2 separate regions of the Zea mays genome follow, and region 1 is linked to region 2. The links are chromatin contacts, called in public Hi-C maps. All regions are on one chromosome and are shown on one strand. Each heading gives the region's core, a stretch centred on a gene start, on an enhancer-like site or on the middle of the called end of the contact. The rest is flanking DNA. Distances are from core to core; before and after follow the strand shown.

Evidence for each region. Hi-C and Micro-C count contacts between places; a contact is called where the count stands out from the background.
Region 1: a contact with region 2 is called in a Hi-C map of ear, with 2.0 times the contacts expected there. The contact joins the promoter of LOC100280024 here to the promoter of LOC100381518 in region 2. A contact is called at or near these places in 2 of 25 Hi-C or Micro-C datasets (ear and tassel).

Annotation. Positions count from the first base shown.
Region 1 is chr9:135,925,454-135,932,121 of Zm-B73-REFERENCE-NAM-5.0, forward strand. It overlaps LOC100280024, which reads left to right and starts at 3,981. Exons shown (of 3, transcript NM_001152969.1): 1 at 3,981-4,099; 2 at 4,236-4,311; 3 at 4,416-5,617. The coding sequence starts at 4,064. The coding sequence ends at 5,347.
Region 2 is chr9:135,788,043-135,794,668 of Zm-B73-REFERENCE-NAM-5.0, forward strand. It overlaps LOC100381518, which reads left to right and starts at 1,939. Exons shown (of 3, transcript XM_008660544.2): 1 at 1,939-2,338; 2 at 3,636-4,505; 3 at 5,476-6,626. The coding sequence starts at 2,327.

The sequences.
Region 1 (6,668 bases), core at 2,731-5,230, 140 kb after region 2:
TGGTGCAAACTCTATGCAAACAAGTTAACAAAAAAAAATATCTTTTCAAAAATTATAAATATATTTTATTGTCTATTCTATTACTGTATAAAATTTCAAATTCAAATTCATTATATATTAAAAGATACAAAAAAAGGAAAATTCTGAGATAGTTTTCGCTTTTTTTAATCATAGAATTTTCTTTCTTTTTTGTATCTCATGACATACGATGATTTTGAACTTGAAATTTTATACAGTGATAAAGTGGGCAATGAAGTGCATCCATAATTTTTCGACATATTTTTGTGAATTTTTTTAGTTGGTTTGTACTGATTTTATACATAAGTACTTGTTTGTATCCGATACGTTGCCTTCCTTGTGTACGTTAATCCTGTTTGTTATTACTTACATCTGGCCTCGGCCCTGACGGTCCCCCTGTTCTGTGTACCGACCTTGTGTTCGATGGTGAGCTAGCTTTACTAGAGTGGCGGATCGGCCGGACAAGCAGCTCCAGTCCTGGTCCTCTCCGCTGTGTCTAGCCGATCGCCGGTGCCAAACTCATGCGGGTGTCCGGCTGGCCCACGTCTCCACTGTTGCGTCCACATGCGGTACGTACGGGCACGGCACGCGCGAGCGGAGCGCGGAGCGGCTTGCGTTCGATCGGAGTTCTCCATCCTGATGAACCGGCACGGCACGTACGTACTGTAGCGCTAGCATGCTGCTAGCTGCTAGACAGACTACTATACTAGTACAGTGCTAGCTAGCTAGTGCTCTCGTGTGGATGGCATGCAGCTAGCTTAGTAGCAACCGCGCCAAACACAGGAAAACGTACGTGTCAGCCGATCGTCGTCGTCTTCATCAATGCGGCGAGCGACGACGACGGCGGGCGATCGACGAATGAAGAGGGAGAGGCGTGCCCGGCGCTCCCTTCGATTAATTCGCCCGACACACACCCCACCACCTCCGCCCCGCGACGAGCGAAACGACCTAACCCCCCGTGCGTCCACAGACCGCACGGTCGCATCGCACGCAGCTAGCCAAGAGATCAGAACCAGCTAGCAGCCCAGCGCCTGCTAGCTTTCTCGTCGATCGTCGCACTCAAGACCTACGCTGCTGCAAACCATGCGTTCCTGACAAGCCAAAACTCATCTCATGCATCTGATCTGATCTATATCTATACACTATACAGTAGCAAGGAATCGAATATATATCACTAGTCTATATACAGACGAGAAGCGCGCGCGTACTACTAGTACGTACGCATGCTGCCCGTCAGAGCCACGAGGAGACGACAAGCAAACGAGTTGCAAAGGAGGAGCTGCGGCGGGCCGGCGCGTAGTACTGGCCGGCTGACGAGTCTATTTGGAGGAGCACAAAAATGTACGTAGCTACCGAAGCGGCTCGCTCAATTATGCAGTGGGCCGCAGCTAGAGGCTAGCGCGAGACGTCGTCGTCGATCCAGCTAGAGCGAGAAAACGAACAAACGGCAGACGGCACTTGCATATCCGATCGAGGATCGATCGATGCGTTCTTCCCGAGATGATCGAGCTGGGGAAAGGGAGGCGAGAAAACCTAGCGTCCGCCAGACGAGCTCTGCTGCTGCCGCGCGTGCTGCGCTGCGCCTCGCTCCGAACGTCCGCAGCCGGGAGGACCGAGCGGGAAACGCCATTCCCATCCACTGCACAGCACGCAGGCCTCCGTACTCCCAAGGGGACCGCACAACATAATGCAACTTGCCCACCGATTGTATAGAATCGAATCGTGGATGCTTTTGTATCTTCTCGGCTTGCTGCATGCCGCCGCCGCCTTGCACGAGCAGTGTAGTAGAGCTAGCTGCCTGGGACTGGGAGCCTTATCGAGATTGCAGTGGCCAAGAAAAAGGGGCGCAATAATGCGGGCGGGCGGGCTCTCCAAAGTTTCCATCGACCTGAGCTGCTGCTGAGCTCGGATGGTTGGTAGTGGTAGCTGCCGGTGGTGGCTGTGGCTGTGGCTGTGGCTGGGCGAGCTGGTGCCCCCCGGTGTGCCGAGTGCAGTCCAGCGTGCCATCACCCGCCGCGTCCGTGGACGCATTGGTGGCGTCGGCGTCATCGTCCTGCCCAACATGGCAACATGGACCAGCAGCAGCAGGCCCCGCCCGAGAAGTGCTGATGTCGTCGTCATCGCCGGACTATATATACTGGTGCTGCTGGGCCCGCGTGTTTTGCGGTGGTGGAGGTGGAGCCGTCGTCTGTGCAGATAACTACAATGGATTAGAGTACGGTGGGGGAGCATTAATATATAGCCTCCTTATAGTCTAGCTATTGTGTCCGCAGATATACCTTAGTTTAAAAACCACAAATGTGCCACACATGCATGATCAATGCGATGCGATTTGAAATGTTCATCTACACATGTCTAATGTGCATGTGTCTGCATGCACACATGGTAGTTGTGTTATTCTGTGTGGTGTGATGGCTGATAAGAGTGTCGGTTTGGGGGCATTTAACTATTTGTCATCCTTACGAAATCTTCTTAATCATGTGTCATTGGCACATGAATCACTGACATGCCAAAAAAATTGCCATCCACCACCAAATAGTGGCAAATAGTTATTTTTTTCCATCGGTTTAAGGTTGGGATCAGGGTTGGATTAGAGTTGGGATTGGGATGCAAAGGGAAAAAAGGTGTAAGGCTACCTCCCGCACTCTTTCTTATCATATATATCTCTTATTTCAATTTTTTACTTCATAAACAGTGCAGTCTACCAGGCAAAAATTAATGTTCTACGTATGCACGATCTACTGCAAATAGCCTAACACCTAGGCCACTACAAACCAAGAATATCACTAGTCTCTTTCATGATAAATTAGAGTACAAAAATCCGATAGCATAAATCTATAAAAAGAGTAAAATACGGAAGCAACGAAGAAAACTATAATGAAAAGGGGGTTTCACCTCAATTAATAATATTAAACGACTACGGGTACTAGTGGTTGTTAATTCTAGTTTTATTACAACAAAGCAAAAATATTATTACTATCGTCAAGTGTAGAATTAATAGTGAAGATGTGTTGCTAATGCTCTATCCTAGGTTAAGAGGTAACATGGACATATGGTGCATACCAAACTCCACTATGCTCGGCTAAAAACTTTGCAACATGTGTGTGAGCATGTCTCGTATTTGGTGCACATGTTCGGTGCACCACCAGATACGTCCGGTACACATAAAAGATGCATAAAGAGCGCTTTCTTGTTTTTTCCCTCAAGCATGCTAACTCTCCAATGTTTTTCAAAAAAAAATAGAGCACATTTAACATTTTACAAAGTATTTTTAATAATCATTTCATTTCCTATGTATACACATAATTTTAACACCTATTGGCACTAGATGACCATGCTATCTAAGGGCTTGTTTGGGACAAAGGGTAATGAAGGGGATTGAGGGGGCTATAATCCCTCACTATTCAAAATTAAGTAGTAGGGGGTTCTAGCCCCCTTAATCCACTCCATTACCTTTGATCCCAAACAAGCCCTAAAGCTCCATAGTATGTTCATCTAACCTAAATTTAATCATACACTCTATTGTGTTTTGACCAACAAAGCAAAATTCCATGGCTGTACCGTTGCCTTAAACCCTTTTATTTTGCTTTTTTTCCTTCCCCTTTACATTTGAGCACTTAATTGTTATTTGTGGCCTTCACTATTCTTTCTATGGTTGCTATTCGGTGATCAATCTTAAATTTGGAGTAACCAAACTCATTCACAGTACTATAGGCCCAAAGTGTTGACTACCTGGGCGGCAGCCCGGCGGCTAACCGTAGCTCCGCTGTACAGCTGCTAGTCCTAAACTCCTAGCAGCTAGCATTGCAGTTGAACCCATTTTATTTGAAAAAAAAGAATAGAACTAATTTGAACCGATTGGCCCAGGTGTCAGAGAGCCCATGTATACCTTTTGGCCCATTCCTTCCTCATTCGGCTATAAGATGAGCACCTCGGCTGCCGTTACCGCCTTCCTCCCATAACAAAGCCACGTTAGCCGAGAGCTCCTCTGCTCCTCTCGTGTCTGGCCGAACAGGCAGAGCGACCAGTCTCCAGAGCGCTCCCCATGGCGTCAGGAGCTGCGGCGGCCCCTGTCGTTCAGGTGAGCGTCCATGGCTTTTTCACCTGCCGCCGAGTACTCGAATGCTCTTCGATCCCATACCATCATATGAGCTGCCAATTTGGTTGCTAGGTCGTCGTAAATGCTAACCCCCCCTTGATTCTTCCGTTATCTCCAGACTGTGGTGCTGAAGGTTGCCATCCACTGCCATGGCTGCAAGAAGAAGGTCCGGAAGGTGCTCAGGGGCATCGAAGGTGCGTGCCTAGCCGTCTAGAAACACATGCCTCTTGCGAGTCAGCAGGTTCCTGCATACATTTTTGGCTGAACCGAGCGGGGTGGTTCTGGTGATTGTTTTCAGGCGTGCAGGACGTGACGGTGGACGCCTCGCAGCACAAGGTGACTGTGACGGGCACCGTGGACGCCGACACGCTCATCAAGAGGCTGTACAAGTCCGGCAAGAAGGGAGTGCCCTGGCAGTGTCACCCGCCCGCCAAGAACAGCGAGCCCGCGCCGGAGGCCCCGCCGGCTCCGCAGCCTGCCGGCGACGGCGGCAAGGATGCTGCTGCTGCTGCTGCTGTGGCCGCGGCGGACAAGAAGTCGGAGGAGGCGGTGAAGGAGCCGCAGGGCGAGAGCTCCGAGGAGGAGAAGAAGAAGCCGGAGCAGGAGGACGGGGCCGCAGAGAAGAAGCAGCCCGAAGCAGAGTCGTCAAAGGAGGTGGAGAAAGTGGAGGCGAAGACGGACGGCGGTGACAGCGAGGGAGCTGAGACGAAGCAGGCCAAGGGCGCAGCAGAGCCGGCAAAGGAAGCCCCTGCCGCTGCCGGCGCTGCCAATGACGAGGACGAGGCAAAGAAGAGCGACAAGGCCAAGGACGCCGGCACGGCGGAGCCTGCCGCCGTGACGACGGAGAGGTCCCTTCCTTTGGCGCCGGCGCCAAAGCACGCGTACGAGCATGAGTACCGGCCGCCCTACTACGTCGCGCCCGCGCAGCCGGTGCTGAGCTACCACGCGGCGCAGCGCAGCTCGAGCGTGTCGCACTTCGCGCCGCAGGCGCAGCCGGCGTACTCCACGCAACAGGCGCACCCGCATCAAGCGTACTACTCCGCGCAGCCGCAGCCGGGGAAGCAGTGGTCGCCGTCGTACCTGTACATGCCGTACCCGCACGCCGCGGCGCCGGAGCCTTACTACCAGCAGGACTACTACGGCCCGCCCGGGATGCACGCGTCGCCTATGCACGACTCGTCGTACCGCATCTTCGACGACGAGAACCCCAACTCCTGCAGCGTCATGTGAGAGGAGAGCGGATCGGCGCGGCCCGGGCCGCCGTGGCCAGCAGCAGCAGCAGCAGCAGGTAGTTGGGGGGAGGCGGCGCCGCTAGCTACCGCAATAGAGAACCCTCTCTCTCTCTGTGGTTGTAAGTAGAGTAGCCTGTTGCTGGCCTCTTCCACTTAGTATAGAGGTCAAACCTCTCTCCATGCACGACAGAGCTTTTTCTTCGTTTCCTTTTAATATCTTTTTTACTGTTTCTAATGATAATGAGATACGCACGCGCGTTTACCTGTAGTGATGTTCACCGCGTCTACGCCCGCCGGCTACTTCAAGAAATTTTGTACTATGGGCTAGGACAAATAGATATACGTATATGGCTAGCTAGTAGTTTTCTCTGTCTAGAGAAAGGCAAATGCGTATTTTGTATCTCCTTATTAGTATATATTACTCCTGCCTGACCGAATATCCTTCCACTTCTACTCGTCAGTTGAAACATCAGTGATCACTGATCAGTCTTCGACCTGCCATTTGGTTTTTTTAAAACAACTTAGAAAATTGGGTCTTTGGACCTGCCGTAAGCTGGATGAGTTTACAAGTGAGGTGGCTGTGGTTTGTTTGGAATTCGCTTTCTGTGCCAAAGTCTGTTGCTCGCTCCGTCCTCTCATAGAGTAGTAGTATCTGTGGTCAAAACCCATGCATGCAGCCTCCGGATGGAGAAGCTCGTGCTCAACACAGAACAGAAGGATTTCTTCTCTCTTATCCACACGCCTCTAGGGTGGCGTCACACAAACCCCCTAACCCTTAAGCGACCGAACCATATGGACGTGACGACATCGAACCACAGAGTCTATATATATATGTACCGTACGTACCGTGTAGGGTCTACGCGCACCTCCACTTGGGCCATAGTTTTAATCGCTGATGCTAACCCCTCTTCTTTGGACGACGCGAGCACGATAATGATGATTAAGGCCATGTTCGTTTTTCACGGATTAGACCAGGATTCATTCCAATTTATTAAAACTTACATAAATTAGAGAAACAATCCGGCCAGGAACCGTTCCAGGCCTTCAATCCGTGAAAAACGAACAGGCCCTAATTGCATCGTGATGGCTAAGCCGGCAGGCCAGGCGGCACAAGGGTTAAGCGCCTCGGCGCCGGGTCAGGCCAAGCTGGGCGGTTAATTTGTTTGTGGAGGCCTCCCCCCCCCCTCTCCTTTTAAATATATACGCCAGGCTCATCAGCTTTGTCGTCCACATGCCAATGATCCACCCTCACATGATTATTATTATATATAAGAGTCCGGTCGCTAATAAGTAATCGCACCCCCCCCCTCAGATCTACT
Region 2 (6,626 bases), core at 689-3,188:
TAACAAGGCGTGTTTGATACGCTTCCCTACGGTTATACAGCTCGATGGCATGTGTTATGTCACTGTAGACGCTCTTTAGATAGACTAGAAAGATGTTGGAGAAGGCCTTTAGCTACATTTTATCCTTTAGCCAGATATATTTATTCAGAACTTCAAAAAAAATATTATTTTCTTAGGTCATTCTATACTTGTCGTTCTCAGCTAAATTGTATCTCACTTATTGCTATAATGAAGAGAGGAAATGAAGAGACTAGAACTATTGTTGGGGGCCTTCGCCTTCCGAAGGTCCTCAAAGACATGATTTGACAATATTTTCCAAGTAAAATATGTGAACAGGTATCTTCGGAATCAGGTTACGGGTATACAAGTGTCTGGTCAAGACGAAGCTTGAGCGGGACGGAAGGCGATCATGACGAAGGATAAGATGATCACGAAGCTATGTGCAGAAAAGCTTCGGTATGACGGCAGAAAAGAGGAACCGACTTAAAGATGAAAAGTCAAATTAGACCTCGAAGAATTATTATAGAGTTATTGATAAATGTAAAGGGCATTAATGTAATTCTACACGGGCTGCGTCTCGCGCCTATAAATAGATGGCATTCGCTTTTTGCATCACGCTTGTACCTTTACTTTTCATCAATCTGAAGGTACATTTATAATTTGTTATTATAAATTTGATAATAAAAATAAGTTGATGATAATATCTGTATTATTATTCATATTTCATATATGTTTTCTTCTTCATCATCTATCGAACTTACGAAGGTCTTTTCCTTCGTGACCTTCGTCCGGAATTCATTATATCCGAAGGGACGTAATGTCTTTAAGGACGAAGGACTTTTACATTTAACAGTTTTTATGTTGCCTTGTTCTTAACTCTTAGCATTTTAGAGCAAGTCTCCAACAACTATATTAACTCCTCTTTTATAAGGATTCTCGAATCATGGGCGGATTTAGGGGTGTTTGTCGGGGTCAGCCGAGCCCCGATAAAAATTATAAATCCTTTAGAAAAACATTGTTAAAGTTTAAGAAAATTTGTATCATATAGCAAACCTGATCTTGCTGATCCTGACAATATTTTTGGCTAGATTCGCCAGTGACTTGAATCCTTCTCTTTATAGCTAGAAAAAGGAGAATTCCTACCTAAAACTAGTCTAGAGAGAACAAGGAAACCCTTGCCAAACTGTTCATGGATTTATAGTTGGAACAATAACATTTCTCAAGTTCTTATAGATTATATGGAAATCAAATAAATTTGTTTCTTGAGAGAAACTGGACCAGCCCGTTACATATGTTAGATAAGTTTGTTTAAGAAACCAAATCCCAAAGAGGTGAAGCAAGGGCAACCGTGCTCTAAACCTCTAACCACGCTAAACAACCAATTACAATCTTTACCAAAGCGGCGAAGGCAAACGATTTCTTGCTTATCTAAGGCTTTGTTTGTTTCCTTTTAAAATTATATAATCCAACTTATGGATTATATAAGCACTTAAGCCATGTTCGTTTCCCTCCTAGATTATATAAGTTAGATTATGTTGATAGGGTAAGAGAGTAAAATATTATTTTAGATTATAAATAAGCTAAAATAAGCTATTAAATGTTGGCTTATTCTAGCTTAATATGTAATGTCAAGTGATATTTTATCCTTCTAACATAATTTAACCTATATAATCTAAAAGGGAAACAAATACATTTTTATTAACTTGTTTATGGATTATTATAATCTATATATCTAGATTACATAATTCATCTAATAATTTATATTGTTTGTTTACCTCTTAAATTATTTAAGTTAGATTATATAATCTATAGGATAAATAAACTAGGCCTAACAAACCAAACACACCTAGGTTTGCCTGGTGTTGTGACCCTCGTTTCCGTTACAATCCAGGCGGCCCAAACCCGGTCCGGGCTATTTTCCGCCGGTCTACCGCGACACCACCACACACACACCACGGCACCACCAATTTCCGTCTCTCCCCGTCACCGTCCTCTCTTCTCTTCCTTCCTTCTCTTTGCCTTTAAAGCCCGAGCACCCCCTCTCCAGCCCCGTCCCCGCCTCCTCTCTCCCTCTCTACACTCCAACGGTCCAACCCACCACCGTCCTCGGCCGGTCCTCGGCCTCGCCGTACTCTCCACTCTCCATACCCTGCGGCGCGCTGCTCGTACTCTTCCCTGCCGCAAACCATCAGTCAATCTCGCCGCTCCTAGCGTCCGGTTCAGAGATTCTCTCTCGCTACCGGCCGGGGCCGTCTGTTTCTCGTCCGAGAGGTCGGAGGGCTCCTCGTGGCCGGAGCCTGGGGCAGGACCTGCCAGAGCGGCGTGCATGAAGACTAAGGTTTGCCCGTCTGTCCTGTTCCCTCTAATCTCGCATTCGTTCATGCTCCCGCTCCGCTCGAGAGGCTGTGCTGCTCTCGCTTGGTAGCGCGTCGCACGGTCCCTCGTTTTGCGATGGGTTCGTTGCCTTGGGGCGCGCTCCTGTGCTCCGCCATGGGGATTTCGTCCGTGATCACGCGCTCCCGGCGTGTTTCTCTACGCTCGTATCCGTGCTTCGTGCCACGTGGCCGCGCGTTCTTGGGTGCTGGTCCGGGCGTCGGTTTGGTCGGCCGTGTTTCTTGGCCGCGAGCCTGTGCTCGATTTCTCCTTTCGTTTGCTGGTGGTCGGTTCAGTTGCTTGGTTTCCACGGTGTCTGCAGGATTTGCAGTCGTGGGCCGTAGGATTGTGGTGGTGCCTGGCCTGAGATAGATTCGCAGGATGCGGTTTGTTGTTTGATCGGTGCCTGTAGAATTTACTTGGTTTGCTTGATCTCGTGGCTCTGGTTGTTGTCGTGTAGGCTTACGGTGACGGTGAGGAGCTGGACAAAGTGTTGGCCAATAGGTTCTGTTCATGATGGTGCAGTGCTTCTGTGCTTGATGGCTTGGTGCTGTTAAATAATTTTGCATTGATTGTGGTCCGTGCAGTGATTGAATCCTCCAATTCGTTTTTCTGTTTCTTTTGTGACACACATTACACTTGAGGCCTATGTTTATCGATGGCCCCTCGTTGATGAATCTTATACATAGTAGGCACTGACTTCATTTGCTGCCTGCAAGAGCTAGCGTGCCTGTGTTTCCATGTTATGCAAATTTTCTGTTGGAACCGATAGTACATCATTTTGATGACCCTGGAGTTGCTGTAGTATTGTTTCCTCTACTACAATTTCTTGCATGGCAGGAAACCTTATTGCATTCTGCTGTTTATTCCACAGTAAGATTGCAACTAATAGACAGGAAAGTCAACTCCTTTCCTGAAAACATTTCCACCCTTAATCTTACGTTCGAGATATTATGCTAGGTTTTAATTATTACAGATACAGCTAATCATATCAACATCTATATATGTACTTCATATGCTCACTTTTACTGCAAGGGTAGTAAATTACCACTGTTGGTTTCCTTCTTGTTGCAGATAATTTATTCAAATGCATACTAACTCACAAGAATTCTTAAAAAATAAAAGGAAGAAATTTTGCACATGCATGCTCCTAGTTTACATAACAAACTTCATTATTTGTAATGATGATGCATATGTTCTTGTATTGCGTACTATTGCAATGGCTCTTTACAACTGCACCTTTTTTGTTCTAATTGTGATAGATGGAGCCAGAATCACTCGATTTTGAAGACAATGGTGAACACCAATCTTCATCAGAAGCTTCTCTTGCTTCAGATGTGATATATGGTGACTCGCCTGTATGTCCACGCATCGGAAGTGAGCACCAGGCAGAAATCCCCAATCTGGCTACAGAAGATGAACGTCGTGAGCTCATGGCTAGTTCACATAATGATTCCATATTGCATGGGTATGGTTATCCTGTTGTGGTTGGGTTAACTTTACCAATTATATGGGCATCACCAAGAGAAGCCAGTAAGACAGAACAGGTATTACAAATGCAAAATTATTCAGAATCTGGAACAAAAGGCAGCACTGGAGATGTGCAAAGTCAGGTGACCTCAACTTGTGCAACCAGCAATGACACTGGCAGATGTGATCCGACATTCCAGGATCTACATGCAGTAGTTCCTGTAGTTCAAATTAAATCTGACATTAATCAAGCATATAATGAAAAAATGGCCCCTTGCCCCTCTCAAGAAGGCCAGAATGTCACCAATAATTCAATAATGCAGCAGAGAGAAACCAAACAATTAAATCCGCTGCCTTATTCACCCATTGCTCTTTGGAGTGATCTTGAGGCAGAGATCTTTCTCCTTGGGCTCTACATTTTCGGCAAGAATCTCAACCTGCTGAGCAGGTTTTTGGGTACAAAGACTGTTGGTGATGTGCTTGCATACTACTATGGGAAGTTCTATAGAAGAGATGCGTACAAAAGATGGTCTGACTGTAGAAAGGCGAAAACTAGGAAATGCATTCTTGGGGAACGCATTTTTCAAGGATGGCGACAGCAAGAGCTAATATCACGTCTGAAATCTAAAATCCCTAAAGAAGCTCATGATTCGTTGATTGAGGTATGTAGTATGTTGCATTGGCACTGGTAGAAAAAAAATGATTCTTTTGCCATTTCATTGTTGTTCACTGATTAATTTGACTTGGTTGAATATGAAATTATTCTCATGACATTTCAAATTTATTTGCTTTGTAGTTTCTCGTTACATATGTCATCCTAAATTCCTATTGTTCTATAAAGCAAACACATATTTCTTATAGTAACTTTTTACATTTGATTTGCACCATTTATATTTCTTCAATTTCCAGTCACTTGTTTTAGGGGGTTTGAATGCACTAGAGGTAATAGCTAGTAGCTAAAATTAGTTGAGACATCCAAACACCCTAGCTAATAGTTCAGCTATTAGCTATTTTTGGTTAATTAGTTAATATTTAGGTAACTATTTGTTAGCTAGCTAATTCTACTATTTTTAGCCAACTAACTATTAGTTCTAGTGCATTCAAACACTCTCTTAGCTTGTCCTTGCCTGGTGTGGTGAGGCGAGCAGAGCTGATAATCCGAACAAACCCTTAGTCCCATAGAGCTATCAGCATATGAAGGGTTATCCAAGCATATTGATTGGTCTGGTCCTCAATGGCAAAGTTTTTTTTCTCTCAAATACACCAATAACAAACTTTAATGTCTTCAGATCTTTAATATACTTTCGAGGACTTCTGTGTTTATGATTATAAACATCAGGCTGGAAAGATGAAGCTTTTGTAGGCATGTATTTGGCCATTGTAATTCTGTGTTTTGATATCATTTTTGTGAAGAAGTGTTCATTGCTTGCCATTTCTTGAACTGTTGTATGCATGATAACTGTACAACGGAGTTGTGACTATCCAAGCATAATTAATGTGTCTAGTTTAGTTGCACAAAAGAATCACTAACTTGCACACATCAGGCATTGTCAACATTATTGAAGGATGCTGATATTTTTTTTATGCACTCCCTGATTCCCATATGATTTGCTTTGCTTTCACATATTGCAGGTTTTCAAATCTTTCAGTGATAGCCAAACATCTTTGAAGGAATTTGTCTTCAGTCTGAAATCCACTGTTGGAGCAGAAACTTTTGTGGAGGCGGTTGGGGTTGGTAAAGGGAAGCACGATTTGACTGGATTCATTATGGACCAATCTAAACCCAATCAAGCTCTCTCTGTTCACAGTGACTTGCCTACAGGCAAAGACTATTCTTCACTTGCTTCAGAAGATATAATCAAGTTCTTAAATGGTGATTTCAGAAGAAGTAAGACTAGATCAAATTATATTTTCTGGGAAGCTGTATGGCCCCGTTTGCTTGCAAATGGTTGGCACTCAGAGCAGCCAAAGGATGTTAGCACAACTAAGAATTGCCTTGTATTTCTTGTGCCGGGTATAAAGAAGTTCTCGAGATGTAAACTCACTAAAGGTACTCATTATTTTGATTCTGTCAGTGATGTCCTCAAAAGAGTGGCAGCGGATCCTGTTCTTCTTGAGTTGGAGATTGATGTGATAAACAATGGTTTAACTGCTGAGGAAAATGGCAGTATCACAGATGTGAAACTGAACCAGTATAGTCCATTAGATGGATATCAGGAGCTTCCTAAGTTCACAATAATTGATACTAGCTTAGTCGAGGGGGAAGTGCCATTCAATGTCAGGGAACTGAGGAACTTACCTGCAGATTCAAATATTAGTTTTCTCCTTTCACAACATCCATCTAATATGGTGAGTTACAGCTCCTCTGAAGAGGAAGGTGCCAATGATAGATTATCAGATGAGCAGGAAGACTATGGACGAGTTAAAGCTGTTGTCGATGAAATTGAAATGGTTTCAGCTGCTTCACTACAAAACATGGTGACTGCTAATGGCAATGATGACAAACTAGATTTGACAGGCATCAAAACAAAACCTGAAAAGCGCAAATATTTGTCCCCAGTGTCAAAAGGCAGAATGCTAAATAGCTGTAGTAATGAACAGGCCAGCCGGCGCAGTTTTTCTTTCTCAAAAGGTGGTGATTTGGAGAAAGAGAAAAGCAAGCCACCATTGACTTCATCCAAACCAGCTGCTCTTGAAGTTGGCGACACTTTTCAGAGCTATTCTACAAAGGATAATCTATCTGAGCAGAAAAACAATGCATTGAACTCTCTTACCAATTATGG